2 separate regions of the Mus musculus genome follow, and region 2 is linked to region 1. A link is a contact called in public Hi-C data. All regions are on one chromosome and are shown on one strand. Each heading gives the region's core, a stretch centred on a gene start, on an enhancer-like site or on the middle of the called end of the contact. The rest is flanking DNA. Distances are from core to core; before and after follow the strand shown.

Region 1 (7,557 bases), core at 2,876-5,375:
GCAAGTGCCTCCAGGTAAGAGATCAAAGGCTAACTCCCTCCTCCCACGCAAACGGCAGGAGGGACTTTGCAAAACTACCTAGACCGCTGCAGAGTCATACCGCTGTGACTCTTCAGAAACATTTTAGAATGAAAAGAATTTTCTTTCCAAAGAGGAAAAAGAATAGTTTGCAATGCACTTTAGAACTGAACAGATAGGACAGAGTGTAACAGTGTAACAGATGGGACAGAGGCCCAGGTAACTCCCTGTAACTTCCCGCTTCTCAGAGGGTCCACATTCCCAGCCTTTAACACAGGATCAGTCGGGTGGGATTACACAGAGGAAGTGATCTGAGGACAAACCCTATAGACCAAGCTGGCTTCAAATTCACAGAGATAAGCCTGATTCTGCCTCCTCAGTACTGGGATTGAAAGGATGCGCCACCATGCTTAGCCTTCTTTTTACTCTCTTGGCTTAGCAGCCCCAAACTCCTTGCTGTGGACGACATTTTACGTACATTCAGATTGTATAGTATTAGTCCTAATTAAATGTGGCATATAAATGATACATAGCATAACCCTGGGATAAAGACAAAATTGCATACATGTAAATAAGAGAATTTTAAAATCTTTACCAGTTCCTAAACACAACCACAAGGATTACTGGACAACTCTTAAGAGACTGTTTTAACTAATGACAATTTGCTTTTGTTTCTTTTTCTTTACTTTTTCTTTTTATTCATTTGTTTGTTGGTTGGTTGGTTGGTTGGTTGGTTTATTGGCTTTTGGTAGTGCTGGGGACTGAAGCCAGGCACTCCTGAACATGAGAGGAAGCAGGCAGGCAGGGTGAGTGTCCTGCCACTGAACACCCAAAGCCCAGACGCCACTGTGTCATCATGATGCCAACTTTTGATTTTAGGCCTTCAAACTTAGACCAAATTGTTTTCAATAACAGTATTTTTAATGTGCATCCTTCTAAATGCTATAATTAAAATGGTCCAGTATGCAATAAGACTAAAACATCAAAGCCACATTATTTTTTTTAAAGTAAAAAAAAAAAAAAAAAATCAAAGTTCGCTGTTTGAATCACCTGGACTGTGGCTTCTCACATTCAAATCCAAGTCTTCCCAAAATTCCCTCATTCTTTTCTGAAGGATTAGAAAAAAATGCACAGAGGAGATAAAGAAATGTCAGCCACTGGTGATATTTTTCATTTCCTCTTTGAATTTGGAGTAAGCATGAAGTCCAAAGCTCTAAACAGTATTTTTTTTTTTCCAAAACACTGCACCCAATGTCTATGAACTATGTGGACATTCAGCTAAGCAGCTGTCCAGCCAAAAGAGAACCCAGAGTTTAATCAAACATATCTTCAACATCTAAATGAGGAATCTGAGGCTGGCTGGATGCCCACAGAGCCCAGGGACTGTGCATCCCTCACAGCTCCAACCCTGGAACTGTTTTCCCATCTCTCTACTCAAGGGCTGTGCCCAGTGACAGGAGAGGTAAGAAACGGAGACCAAGGAGGACAAGTCACCAGAGAACTCAAGGACATAAATAAGGCAGGACCTGGAAAAGCAGCTCTGTTACTTGCAAAGTAGCTTCTAATGCCACTGTCTAGATGGCTTACAGTAAAGGAAGTGAAGCCCTGGCAGTGGTGGCGCATGCCTTTAGTCCCAGCACTTGGGAGACAGAGCCAGGCGGATTTCTGAGTTCGAGGCCAATCTGGTCTACAGAGTGAGTTCCAGGACTGCCAGGGATACACAGAGAAAACCTGTCTCAAAGAAAAAAAAAAAAAAAAAGGAAGTGATAGAGACTGCCACCCACCCTCTGAGAAGCTCTCTGTCGGTTCTCCACTGTATGGCTCAGATGACTACATACTCCTGATGTGATGTTTGGGCATCTTAGAACTAACTACCTTACAATTTAAGTCAGGTTGCTGAGGCTGACCTATCCTCTATTTTCTCTGGGAAGCATGGGGGACAGTAGAAAGATGATGAATTTAAAACCAAACAGGCTGTATTTATCCCCCCACCCCCCACCCCCCTCTCCCTTCCCCCTACCTCCCACCCCACCCAACCAATGCTTACTGATACAGTGCCTATGTAATGACAGGCCTCAGTTGATCTACAGAGAATAAACACATCTTGGGTCATGAGGAATAAGTTTTAAAATACACATGAAGCACCCAGCTAAAGCACACGGCAGGCTGTCTCTATCAGATGCCATCTCCTTCTTCCTACTTCTGGACTTGGAGTCCAAAGAGATCAGCTGCCAGATGTTCCAGGCTCATCTCTTGATACAGGCCCTAAGCCAGCCAACAAACTGGAAGTTCTATCCTCTCCACCTTAGGTACTTCATTCTTTTTAAGCACTAACTTTCACTCATAAAAGGTTACTAATAGCACCACTCCGTAGAACTTTCTTCAGTCACATTGCAGGCCTGACACCCGGATGTTGTTCAGAAACCCAGCAAAACAAAAACCCACTCTAGGAATGGATTTCTCCTGATGATGGCTGGTTACATGCCTCACTTACTAAACTGTAACAATCTTGCTCCCAGGTTCATCTTTTCTGTTATTGTTCCAAACTCTGCAACAAGTGATACCACTTACTACCTGCAGTCTCCAATCTACGTTGAAACTATGTTGTAGTTACAAGTCTCGGGAAAGAAGCCCAGGATGCACGGGAAAATCTCCCATCCAATAGAACGAGTCACCAGCTTCCCTTTCCCCTGGGTAGATGGCTGAAGGAAATGCGGATCTGCTAATAAATACCCAGGAGACACATCGTCTATCTATCCTGTTCCCTTGCTAGCTCGTTCTGATGCCCATGAAAAAGTAAAGGACAAATGAGAAGCAGGCTCCAAAGCTCCGAGTGACTAGAACATTCTCCAAAAAGAAGAGCAGCACGTATATTTTATAGAGAAGACAGTCACCGTTGGAAGCCTTCCAGCTGCTTATTATTTGGGCCTGAAGAGGAGCCACCCCTGAAGGCAAGCTTGGCAGAGCCTGCTGACGTAAGAATCAGCCTGTGGTAACCCCAAACGGCCAGGAAGGCTTAACTTTTTTTTTTTAAGTACTGCAGCGAGGTGGCAATTAAGAGGGGGAAACAATTATTAAGAATCCCTGGTGTGTGCCTTATAAAAACAGGAGCACAAGGCAAAGGCGTCCTTAAGTAAAAGGTAGACCTCTTAGATTTCAGTTAGAAACTCCCGCTGATGGCTTGTAGTTGAAGACAGCACTCAGCGTCTCGGCTTGGTGGCTTCCACCCCGACCACAGAGGTTCCTTTTGTGATGACAGGATTTGATACAAAGAAAAAGCAGTATACATTATAGATGTCTTTCCTCTTTCCCGGCCTAATTTATCCAGCATGTATGGGAAGGAGTGAGAAATTCCCGACTTACTAAAAGAATCCATAACCACCTGCAAAGACTGGCACTTTCAAGGCTTTAACATAATGAAAAGGAAAGAAGAAAATAAAGCGAGGAAGGAGGCTGGAAAGCAGAACCCTATCCCGGGTGTCAAGATATTCGCCTGGTGAGGCCTCTGAGGACCAGGACAGTAGAAAGGGGTCCACGGCTAGGGAGAAGGCATCCCAGGAAAGCGACATCCTGAAGAATCCGAGTTGGGGTCCCGCCGTTTTTTAGAAGCGGCGGGGAGGGAAGGCGGGACCCCGGCAGGCGGGTGGGGAAGGACTGGAGCCGCGCTGCGCGCCGCACCCTGCCCGGGCCACCCCGGGACACCCAGATGTTCAGAGCCAGATCCGGTAGCACAGCAGGGCGCGCGCAACTCAGGGCGCGGCGGGGTTGTGGGCTCGACCGACTCGTCGAGCCCCTGGCTCCCTTCCGTGCGCAGACCCAACTCACCAGGCGTCCCGACCAGGACCAAAGCACTCACCGGCGGCCACCAGCGGCGAACTCACAGCGCCTCCCACGAACACTGAAGCAGCAAGCACAGCGGACCCCGGGAGTCCCCACAGAGCCATCGCCGCGTCCCTCTGCCCTCCTCGCCCCGGCCGCGGCGTCCCGGGTCGGGGTAGACGGTGCAGCTCGAGGGCTGCCGGGTGGATTGAATGCAGGAGCTCGGCCCCCGCGAGCCCCTACCCGCTCAGCCTGGACCCGCCAGGACCCCGCCCACCGCACGGAAGCCCCGCCCCTGATCGCCGCGCCCCGGTCCCTTGAAGCCTGGACCCGCCTCCGCACGCATGACCCCGCCCCCGAGTCCAGGCCGCGCCTCTCCTGTCACTCCCGCTTCCCCTCTAAACCCTTGGGTCGCGTCAGCCGCGCGCCCAAGCCGTGGCCCCACCCCGAGCCCCGCCCACTGCTGACCCTCTCCGCCTCCTCTGCTGGGCGGGCTAACCCTGCCCAGCCAAGTGGCGGGTCTGCGCGGGAGCCTCAGGCTGGGGCGGGTTACTCCCTTCTCCTGGGTCCTGGGACTAGTCAGATGCGGGAAGAGGAAGGCAGAGGTTAGGCCAGGAAGCCCAGGATGGAGAGCAGACAGGACCAGCAGTTTCAGAATGGCGCGATGTTTTTTTTTTTTTTCTCAATCGGAGTCTTTACCCAGTTAATTAACCTTCGTTAGTGGTCTAGGAAGGAATGCTACGTTCAAAGTCATGGTTGATCGTTTAAACATTAAGGAGAATAAATTAAAAAAAAAAAACTTTTTTAATTGTCCCCATCCCATTCTGTCTAAGCTACTTCTATTGAGGAACACGTCCCCACACACTGGTTGTTTGCTTGCGTTGGACTGGGTTTTGTTTTAATCATCTTGCAAACACTCCCCTGGAACAATTCTTCAACTTTCCAGTCACTTCTGTCTTCATATCCTCACATCAGCTCGGTAAGGTGAGTATTATCCCCATGTCACCGGCCAGGAAGTGAGCTCATGAAGTCTGCATGACCTGGGCCACCATGATCCATGTATCTCCAGTGTTTGCTTGCAGGTTTAATCTCAGCTCCTGGCTCAAGGACAGCATGCACTAAGAGGGCAGAAGTAGTTGTTAAAGGGGAATGTACCTTTTTCTGACTAGCTTCCTTTTAACTAACCAATAGCCTCGTTTTAACTAATCCGTGGAGACTCCACACAAGGTCCTTAAAGCCCAGTCCTGACAGATGTGAGCTGAATGGAGGGTGGGTCTTCAGCCCCTTCTGTAAACTGACTGGTGGCCTCTAATGCTCAAGGGGGAGTTATTTCTCCTCTCTAACACCCTCCACCCTTCTGTTACAAATAGCAATGATGTGAGAATTACCAGGGAGAGAAGCTGAAGGTTGGAGGCCCTGCCCTTTGAGTCAAAGACAGGAACTATGGATCCTATGCACAATTTGTGGCACATCCTGTAGTCTGACAAATGTATCAAAGGGAAAGGTCTGAGAAAGAATGCAGAGGAAAGACATTGTGCTGGCCAGTTTTTTTTTTGTTTTGTTTTGTTTTGTTTGTCAACTCAACACAAACTAGAGATTTGTCTGAGAACCTCAATTGGAAAAAAATATCTCCATAAGATCAGGTTGTAGGCAAGTCTGTAGGGCATTTTTCTTAATGAGTGATTGATGGGGGAGGGCCCAGCCGATTGTGGTTTCTGTAAGAAAGCAGACTGTCCAAGCCACGAGGAACAAAGCCAATAAGCAGCACCCTTCCACGGTCTGGGGGCCAACTCCTGCCTCCAGGCTCCTACCCTGCTTGAGTTCCCGGTTTGTTTCCTCTGATAATTAAACAGCAACGTGGAAGTGTAAGCCAAACAAGCCCTTTCCTCCCTGTGGTGGTTTGAATAGGACTGGCTCCCATAGACTCCTGTGTTTGAATGCTTGTCCCCAGAGAGTGACACTATTAGGAGGTGTGGCCTTGATGGAGGAAGTAAGTCCCTGGGGATTGGGCTTTGATATCTCAGAAGCTCAAGCCAGGCATACTGGTTTAAGGCTGCCTGAGGATCTGAACGCTCAGCTGCCTCTCCACGGGTGTTTGCATGCCACCATGCTTCCAGCCATGATGACAATGAACTAAAACTCTGAACGGTAGCCAGCCCCAATAAATTGTTGTCCTTTATAAGAGTTGCTATGGTCATGGTGTCTCTCCACAACAATAGAACAGTGACTAAGACACTCTCACAAGTTGTTTTGGTCACAGTGTTTCATCACAGCAATAGTAAACCCTACAAAGTAAGCAATAGAACAAACATTCATGTGGTTATCTAACTATTAGAGGAGAGAATCCTGGGCTTAGAAACTGAAGGACAAATTATCAACAGTCACCAAACCAGCTGCATCACTCATTGGAAATACTGAGCTAAGTGCCGGAAAGGGGTCTGGGGTCCCAGGGAAATGCACACAATCCAAAGCATTTTGGCAACACCAAAAGTTTTGCCTCAGCAGAAGGGTATGAAGCCAGGCCAGATCAAGCTGGCAAGCACACCCAGTGGCTGCCCTGCAGGGTTTTTATTCCTAAACAAAAGGGGTCCTGCGCCTCACTCTGAATGGTCAGAGGTCAACCTCACACCATTAAGCAATTGACTAGTTTAAAGTGACAAAGCTTGTAAGCAGGGTGCAGTTTTCAGCAGGGAGGCCACCCTGAGCACATTTTTGATTTCAAGAAGTGCTGACCCTGGAGGAACTTGAATTTCTGCTAAGGAACTTCTTTATGATTTTTTTAAACAGAGATTTGTCTTATTTAAGCCTTGGAGTGAGAGGAGGACGACTTTGTTTTTATTGCATTTCCCGAACTAAGAACAAATTTGTGTTGTTTGCATGAAGTGTGGATGGAACTGGAGACCATTGTGTTAAGCAAAGTGACACTGAGAAGACAAAATAATAATAAGAAAACCAAACGTTGCATTTTTCTCTCATATGGAATCTACATTCAAAGAAAAGGAGGATATGAGAGTAGAAAGGAACCAGGCTGGTAGAGGGGAATGTGGCCAAAGGAAATTATACATGTGTTTGGAAATGTTGTATAAAAGGCCGCTACTTTCTACAGTTAATATGTGCTCATCTAAATGCATGCAGGACTGTTTGTCAAACACCCCCAAGAATTCCAAGAACACACCACACCGTCAAACCTCTTCTCAAGGCTTCTTAAAGCATGTGATCACACAGTTATAAGGTGTCTATTCAAAATGTAAAACACTTTTCTCCCTCAGAGGTTGAATTTACTATTTAAAAAAACAGTAATTTCTTTGATAAAGTAATGGAATTCTGAATAAATCCTCTCCTTTTATTTTCTATTTTTATTTTTAAATATTATTTATTTAATATATACTAGTACACTGTAGCTGTCTACAGACACTCCAGGAGAGGGCATCAGATCCTATTACAGATGGTTGTGAGCCACCATGTGGTTGCTGGGATTTGAACTCAGGACCACTGGAAGAGCAGTCAGTGCTCTTAACCACTGAGCCATCTCTCCAGCCCCTAATTTTTAATTATTCATTAAATTTTCATATTTGAATTGTGCTCTATAGAAATAAGCTTGCAATACAATACTTGCAACAAGGGGTAAGCCCCATTAGCCACCCCCAGACCTCTCACTTTGGGCATGACAGGGTTAGGAGTCATGTTTGATAACTCATACCTGCTGTGACCTTAGGTTGG
Region 2 (7,164 bases), core at 145-2,644, 38 kb after region 1:
TCTTTTAAGCATTTTTATTTTTCAAATTTTAAATATTCTAGCACCTTCTTACTAAGATGAAAGCCCTTCGATTCTACCGCTGTAATTTAGTTATTCCTATCTATTCCTATTTGTTTTACCTATGGATGTTAGCATAATCCTTAATTGGATTCAGTCTCTCTCATGGTTTTCCTAGGGGCGTGGTGATATCATTTTAATAAGTACCAAGATCACTTTCATTTTAGAGATTAAGTCTCAGAAGTGGGAAGCCGTTTCCTTAGGTGTCAGAATTCCTAGGTACCAGGAATAAAAGTTGATCAAATCTCTTCTAACACTGAGATTCTCTTTCTATTTTCTACACCATTAGAAATTTGTAAGTTATGAATCATCAAAACTTATCTTAAAGTACTTTAAAAATAGAGAATTTGGCCAGGGTGGCGACACATTTAATGGTAGCAATTAGGAAGCAGAAGCAAGTGGGTCTCTGTGAGCTCGAGGCCAGCCTGGTTTACACAACTAGATCTAAGCCAGCCAGAGCTGCAGAGAGACTTTGTCTCAACTAACAAATAATAGAACTTAAAGAAAAGTTCAATTTATCAGCAGCTAGCTAGTACCCTGCCTGTGGTTATGATAATGCCCCATCCACCGAAATCTTGCTTTCTTACCATAATGTTTTCCTAGAATATTCCAGGCATTAACTTGAAAAAGTGGTGGTTGTTATTGTCTCCCCCTTCGGCTCAAGCATTTATATTCATAGCTTATAAATGACAGAAAAAAAGTGTGCATATTGCAGGACCTTTGACATGCTAAGCAAACACTCTACCACTGAATATGACCACAGATTTGTAGCCCAGCGAGCAACAATTTTGAATTGGAATTCCGTGTTAACCAATTACTTGTGTGTGACTGGGATAATTCATTGTTTGTTCCGGGAGGGGGGGGGGGCTGGTTTACAGGTCTCTAAGGTTCTCTTCCGCTCGAAAAGCTAAGTCTAATGTGAAACACAACTCAGAACTTACTCAACCATTTGTAACCAACCACCTGCTCGCATCTCCTCAACATTTCTTATGTTGAAATTCTAATTGTAATGTTATGGTCATCTGAGGTGAGGGACTGAGGGAGAGAGCAGGTCATGAGGGTGGAGCCCTCTCAAGGGTGAGCTAAGTGTCTTTCTGAAGAGTTCTGGGGGACCTTGTTCATCTCCTCCTACACTTGAGAACACAGCAACCACCCAAAAGCCAGGCTTCTCCAACTCCACACCTGTTGGCACGGTGATCTTCAACCTAAGGGCCTCCAAGAATGATGAGAGATGAACTCTGTTGCTATTAGCCCGCCAGTTTGGGTACTTTGTTTCAACAGCCCAGCCGCTGATGGAGCAATGTCGTCACCACCTCAGCATGGCTCAGGGTGTGTTGAATCTTTCACAGTGTGGAACAGAACTGTCTGACCAGCCTGGATTTGCCTGGGCCTGTTTGCTGGATCCCAGAACAGAACTTACACAGGTGGAAAGGCTCTGCAACACTTCTTGAGCCCTTGTTCCCTCCCTACAGTGAATGAATTCCTTTTTTATGTGTTTATATTTTCTATCCAGCTTCCTGGCCAAAGCCCCAATCTTTCTTTCTCTTAGGTAGTCACCTAAAGAGAAGTGACCTGACTATTTGGGATGTTTCCCACTTTATAGCTTGGTGCCTTTTAAACTATGATTAAAGGACTTTTAAAACAGTCCAATGAATCTCACACTAACAATCTCTCCTGGTGACATTTCAGGCATAATAAAGAGAATTTGTATTAACTTTTTAACTATTGTCACCACTCCCTCCCTTCAGTGAAATCTGAAGAGACTGTGTGAAATGAGATCTGGGTCAGTGTGCTGCATCAGAGATATGCTGGGTCCTATTCTGTGGTTACAGATAGGACCTTGACTTGTTAATAGAGAAACTAGCTATTATATAAGCCACTTAGTATCAAGTACTCAGGTATCATACATCAGGAATGGATCTCTCTTGAAAATGATGATATGCCAGGCATGGTGATACGTGCCTATAAATAGGGAAGTTGAGGCAGGAAGGCTGTCAGATCTAGGCCAGCCTGAGCTCCATACCTGTCTTTAAATAGTTAAAATAAAAATAACAATATAACCCTTACCATGTGACAGGGTATGCAGTACTCTATAGAGTTATTACTTTTGACAGACAGTTCTTTAAGTATCAGCTATTACTTGTCTCCTCTCCAGTTATCAGTGTTCCATCAGAATTTGGTGGTGGAGGTAGAGATGGAGGTGATCAAGATAGTGGTGTGTGTGCGTTTGTGTGTGTGTGCACATGTTGTGTGTGTTCATGTGCACACACACATGCACTCATAGGCACTTACTGGAATGAAGCCCAACTCCTTGCGGATGGTGGCCAAGCACTGTAGCACTGAACCATGCCTCAGTTGCTATTCCACCAGCTGGAATTCTCTCAGCTCCTTCCTTGCCTGTCGAGGTCCTCCATCTGGACTTCTGAGGGTCACTCATGAGGAAGGTGCTCCCTCCTCATGCTCAGGCACCATTCAATGACCTTTAAAGTAAGCTGGCACTGGACACCTAATGCAAAGGAGAACCTAACTGTGCTGGTGTCTGTCCTTCAAGTCCCTGCTAAGCATTCCTCCCTTCCTGCATTCTCAGTGTCTGCCTCCACACTACAACAAGGCTCTCTTTGGAAAGCAGCCTGCTCTCTCCTGCCTATGTGTAGGTTAGGGCCTAGGCTCTGATAGTCCTCGGTAGTCATCTTTTGAGTGAATAAAGGCAACAGGAGAACCTGCCGTTCATTCTTCACACCCCAGTCAGCTTGGTGTCAGTGCTGGGGGAGACACTTGGGTAGCACAATCCCCGTTCTCCATTTTCCAGTCTACTTTGAGAAAGAGACACATACAAGGCCCTGTAAATCAGTCAGCGTAATGTGCAAGCCACAGCAAGGTTCAGATCTTTCTCAAGGTTAGTGCCACGGTGTAGAGGAGAAGGCTTTTGACTTGTGATCCACGGGTGTATTTGAGCTGGGTTTTTATTAACTTGACAATTTGAACAAGCAGAACTTGCTTAGAGGTAAAGAAAGTATGCTCATGCATTTCCCACCCTGGTTGGCCAGTCAGTACTCCGTATGGCGCCCAGTCCAGACTTGGGCATGCATAGGAGCTGTGCTGGTTAGTTTTTGTCAACTAGACACCAACTACAGTCACTTGGAAAGAGAGAACCTCAACTGGACATTGTTCCAATCAGATTGTCCTGTGGGCAAGTCTGTGGAGTGTATCCTTCCTTCCTTCCTTCCTTCCTTCCTTCCTTCCTTCCTTCCTTCCTTCCTTCCTTCCTTCCTTCCTTCCTAAAGATAGATTTGTTGGCCGAAGCAACGCTCTACACCAGCCGGAAGGACGTGTTCAGGTTCCCCGGATATGGACGCTGCCGCCGCCTCCCGCAAGAATTGTCCTCTTTTCTCAAATAAAGTGATTTAACCTAAAAAAAAAAAAAGAGAGAGAGAGAGATTTGTTTACTATTTATTTGCTTATTTGCTTATTTACTTATTTACTTACTTATTTATTTATTTATTTAATGTAAGTACATTGCAACTGTCTTCAGACACCCCAGAAGAGGGCATCAGATCTCATTACAGATAGTTGTGAGCCATCATGTGGTTGCTGAGATTTGAACTCACAACCTTCGGAAGAGCAGTCGTTGCTCTTGACCAATGAACCATCTCTCCAGCCACCCCCCCTTCTTTCTTTTTTTAAGACTTATTTATTTGTTTTATGTATATGAGTACTCTATCTATATGTATACCTGTATGCCAGATGAGGGCAACAGATCCCACTACAGATGGTTGTGAGCCACCATGTTATTGCTGGGAATTGAACTCAAGACCTCTGGAAAAGCAGTCAGTGCTCTTAACTGCTCGGCCGTCTCTCCAGCTCCAAGCATTTTCTTGATAATGATTGATGTGGGAGAACCCAGCCAACTGTGAGCAGTGCCATTCCTGGGCAGGTGGTCCTAAGCTGTATAAGAAAGAAAAGCCATAGGGTGTAAGCCATTGAGCAGCCTTCCTTCATGGTCCCTGCCCTGACTTCCCTCAGTGATGGACTGGGGACGGGACAGGTAAACTAAATAAACCACTTCCTCTCCAAGTCGTTTTTTGGTTATGGTGTTTATCATAGTAACAGAAAGCAAATTAGGACAAAGGCTAAGTCACAAGTGGAATAAAGCCACTCAGGGAACTCTCTATTTCCAATATCCTAAAATTCTTAGGACCATATATATGGACATGGGAACTACATTCAGAGAAAGAATGAGAGTGTGGCTGCCTGGCTGGTTTCTGAGCAGATCTGCATGGCAATGACTAATGTAAACAGCATGTGGAATGCTGACTGGTCAGCCACTGAGACTGTCTGTCCCCATATCTGCCTATCAGATATCTATCACCTACCAAATAAATATCCTTGGGCAATTGGCATGATTTTTCCTAAAGCCTCTGTGCTTTTCTGTAAAAGATGAATAATATCCTCTTTGATGCATTTGGGGAGGTTTAAAACAAACAACCTTGTTAACTATTCAGCACAATTTAAGCTCTCAACTAAAATAATACACAGATTTACTCTCCGCGTGGACATGGTGAACATTTCCAGGCCTTTACGGTCTGGTGGTAACCAAGCATACTTTAACTTATCAAATCTAGATAGAGGGTCAGCCATACAAGTGGACATTTCCAAAACTTTTTAACTGGTGAAAGGTTTAGCATGTGTTTAATATGCATCTAGTATGTGCTAGGCATTTCTCTAAGCCTGGAAGATAGAGTTAAAATACAGAAAAGCTCCACATGCCTATATAGCATACAGGCCTGTAAGCCTTTATAGAGCTTAGGAGAGCAAAAGAAACGAGGAGAATGGAAAGCTATAAAGCACAATAGCAGGGATGATGATAGGGGTGGCTTTAGTGTGTGATGTTTCAATTGCTTCAAAGTCCGTGTGTTGAGCGCCTGAACCCTAGCCTGATATGCTACTGGGACATGGTGGAATCTTTTGGAGGTGATCCTAGTAGGAGGAAGTGAGTGAAATCATTGTAATTTTCTCTTGAAGGAGGTTTTTCTCTGTCTTTGTCTCTGTGTCTGTCTGTCTGTCTGTCTGTCTTTCTGTCTTTCCCTTGCTCTCTCCCTCCCTCCCGTCCCCTTTTCTCTTTCTCCCTCTCTTCCTTGCTGTGACTGAAGCTGAGCTGAGCACCAGTGGACTAGAATCTCTGAGGTCCATGAGCCTCTTCCCTGTGATCTCGGGTGTATGTTCTAGCAACAGATGTAGTTTGTAGCTCAGCGATAGAATACTCATCCAATGTGTGCAAAGCCCTGAGTTTCATCACCAGCACCATGTGGGGGAAAGGAGGCTAAAACTAACATAAAGTTGGGTATGTAAATGAATCTTCAAGATAATGCCACAGAAAGACACCAGTTTAACAATTCTTCTCCAGCTTGTATCAGGCACTGCAGGAGGTCAGGTGGAGTAGCTTGACTTTGGGAAAGCGGGGATCTTGCATGGCATGGTATTCTGTGGTTTTCCTAGAGACCAAGAGGAGCAGATCTAGTGAAATGATGGGCAAAGGTCTAGTATTCAAACACTTGAAAGAGCAGAACTCTTTTCAGGGGTTTTGCTTTAAAGTGATGAAAGGAAATGGTCCAGTGCTTGGAGAGAAGTGGAGCCAATCAGAAGGTGTTTTGTATTGTAGATAAGTAACCTGCCTGGATTTGCAGTCTGGGAGAAAAGGCTGACTGTTCAGGAGAATGAAAAAATTCCTAGAACTAAGTTCTTCCATAAGCCAGAAAGGGTGGAAGTGGCATGCAGGTACTCAGGATGTCAGTCAGCTTTCTAGCACTATGACGAATATTCAGATAATCAACTTACAGAGAAAAAAGGTTTGGTGACTCACAGTTTTGGAGGTCTGGCTCCATGGCTGGTTCTGTTGGTTTTGGGCCTGAGATGAGTGAGAACATGCTTGGGCCGTATATGGCAGAGCAAAGCTCTTCAACCAGGAGCTTTGGACGGAAGAGGAGGAGGCCAGAGCCCCACAATCCTCTTAGAAAGCATGCTCAACAAAGACCCAACTTCCACAGACTCTATACCTCTTAAGGGTTTCACAACTTCCTAATAGTGATGCGCTGGAAACTCAACCTTTAACATATGGTCTTTGATGGGAACACCCTGGTCCAAGCAGCTGGGGACATAATCATTAATTATAACAGGAAAGACCAGAAAACACAGGACATGTAAGAGTGTGTGATATAGGAACACTCTTACACTCTTCTCTGTGTGTGTGCCTGTGTGCCCATGTGTCTGTGTGCCCATGTGCCTGTATGTCTATGTATTTAGAGGTGTTATAAATGCATGTAGAGGTATGTGCACAGGTGTGTGACTATGCAGATGCTATAGAACAACCTTGAGTGTTGTTTCTCAGGTGTGATCCACTCTGTGTGTGTGTGTGTGTGTGTGTGTGTGTGTGTGTGGCATGCTTGTGTACATGTATGTGTATTTTTTCCTCTGGTCTGGAACTCAACAAATAGGCTGGGTTGGCTGACCTGTGAGCCCAGGGGTTCTGATTGTCTCCTCCCCCCCCCAATGTTGGGATTACAGGCAAACATCACCAGTTTACTGACTGAGCCATCTTCACAGCCAGAGTTCCCTTCTGATGGCTTCTGTTCTCTGAGCAACTGAGAGAGCAAAATGTTGTTAATGACCCTGGAGTGAGGAGCCAGGATAGACAATAGCCACTTGTGAGTGTGGTCACAAGTTCCAGTTAACTGAGCGATCCTGTCTAGAAAAGGTGGAAAGTGACCAGAGAAGGAAGATACCGGATGTTGACCTCCGGTGCAAGAGCACACATGCGCGCGCGCACACACACACTGTACAATGTGCACACACATGCACACACATACGTACACTGTACATACACACACAAAGGAAGAGGATTGGGAAGAAGAGGGGAGGAGAAAGATGAGACCAGATTCTCAAGAAATGATGGTGTTCTGAGAGATATGCCATCTACAGTTAATGAGCTATATTAATCAAGAGGACTTGAAGGCAGGAGCTGGGATATTCATAGTTTGGATGTTTTATTAAAAACTCACTGGGAGATATTTCCCTCGTATTAAATGGGAATTTTTAATTATTCATAGCACC

Evidence for each region. A called contact is a pair of places that touch in the nucleus more often than the background predicts.
Region 2: a Hi-C map of muscle stem cells shows a contact between it and region 1, with 2.0 times the contacts expected there. The contact joins the enhancer-like site here to the promoter of Rell1 in region 1. A contact is called at or near these places in 4 of 484 Hi-C or Micro-C datasets (CD4 T cells, embryonic stem cells, muscle stem cells and 1 more), 5 of 115 datasets of contacts at active chromatin or transcription factors (bone marrow-derived macrophages, embryonic fibroblasts and embryonic stem cells) and 2 of 9 other capture datasets (adipose tissue and pancreatic islet).

What each region holds. Positions count from the first base shown.
Region 1 is chr5:63,964,772-63,972,328 of GRCm38.p6, forward strand. It overlaps Rell1 (RELT-like 1), which reads right to left and starts at 4,126. Exons shown (of 7, transcript NM_145923.4): 1 at 3,875-4,126. The coding sequence starts at 3,962.
Region 2 is chr5:64,005,392-64,012,555 of GRCm38.p6, forward strand. No RefSeq gene overlaps it. Among named protein-coding and RNA genes, the nearest start is that of Gm25608, 6.5 kb to the left of the region's middle. Within about 2 kb of position 1,395, at least 12 of the 459 cell types and tissues checked have an H3K27ac peak or open chromatin away from gene starts, as enhancers often do. A contact at or near this core is called in muscle stem cells, where this site is marked.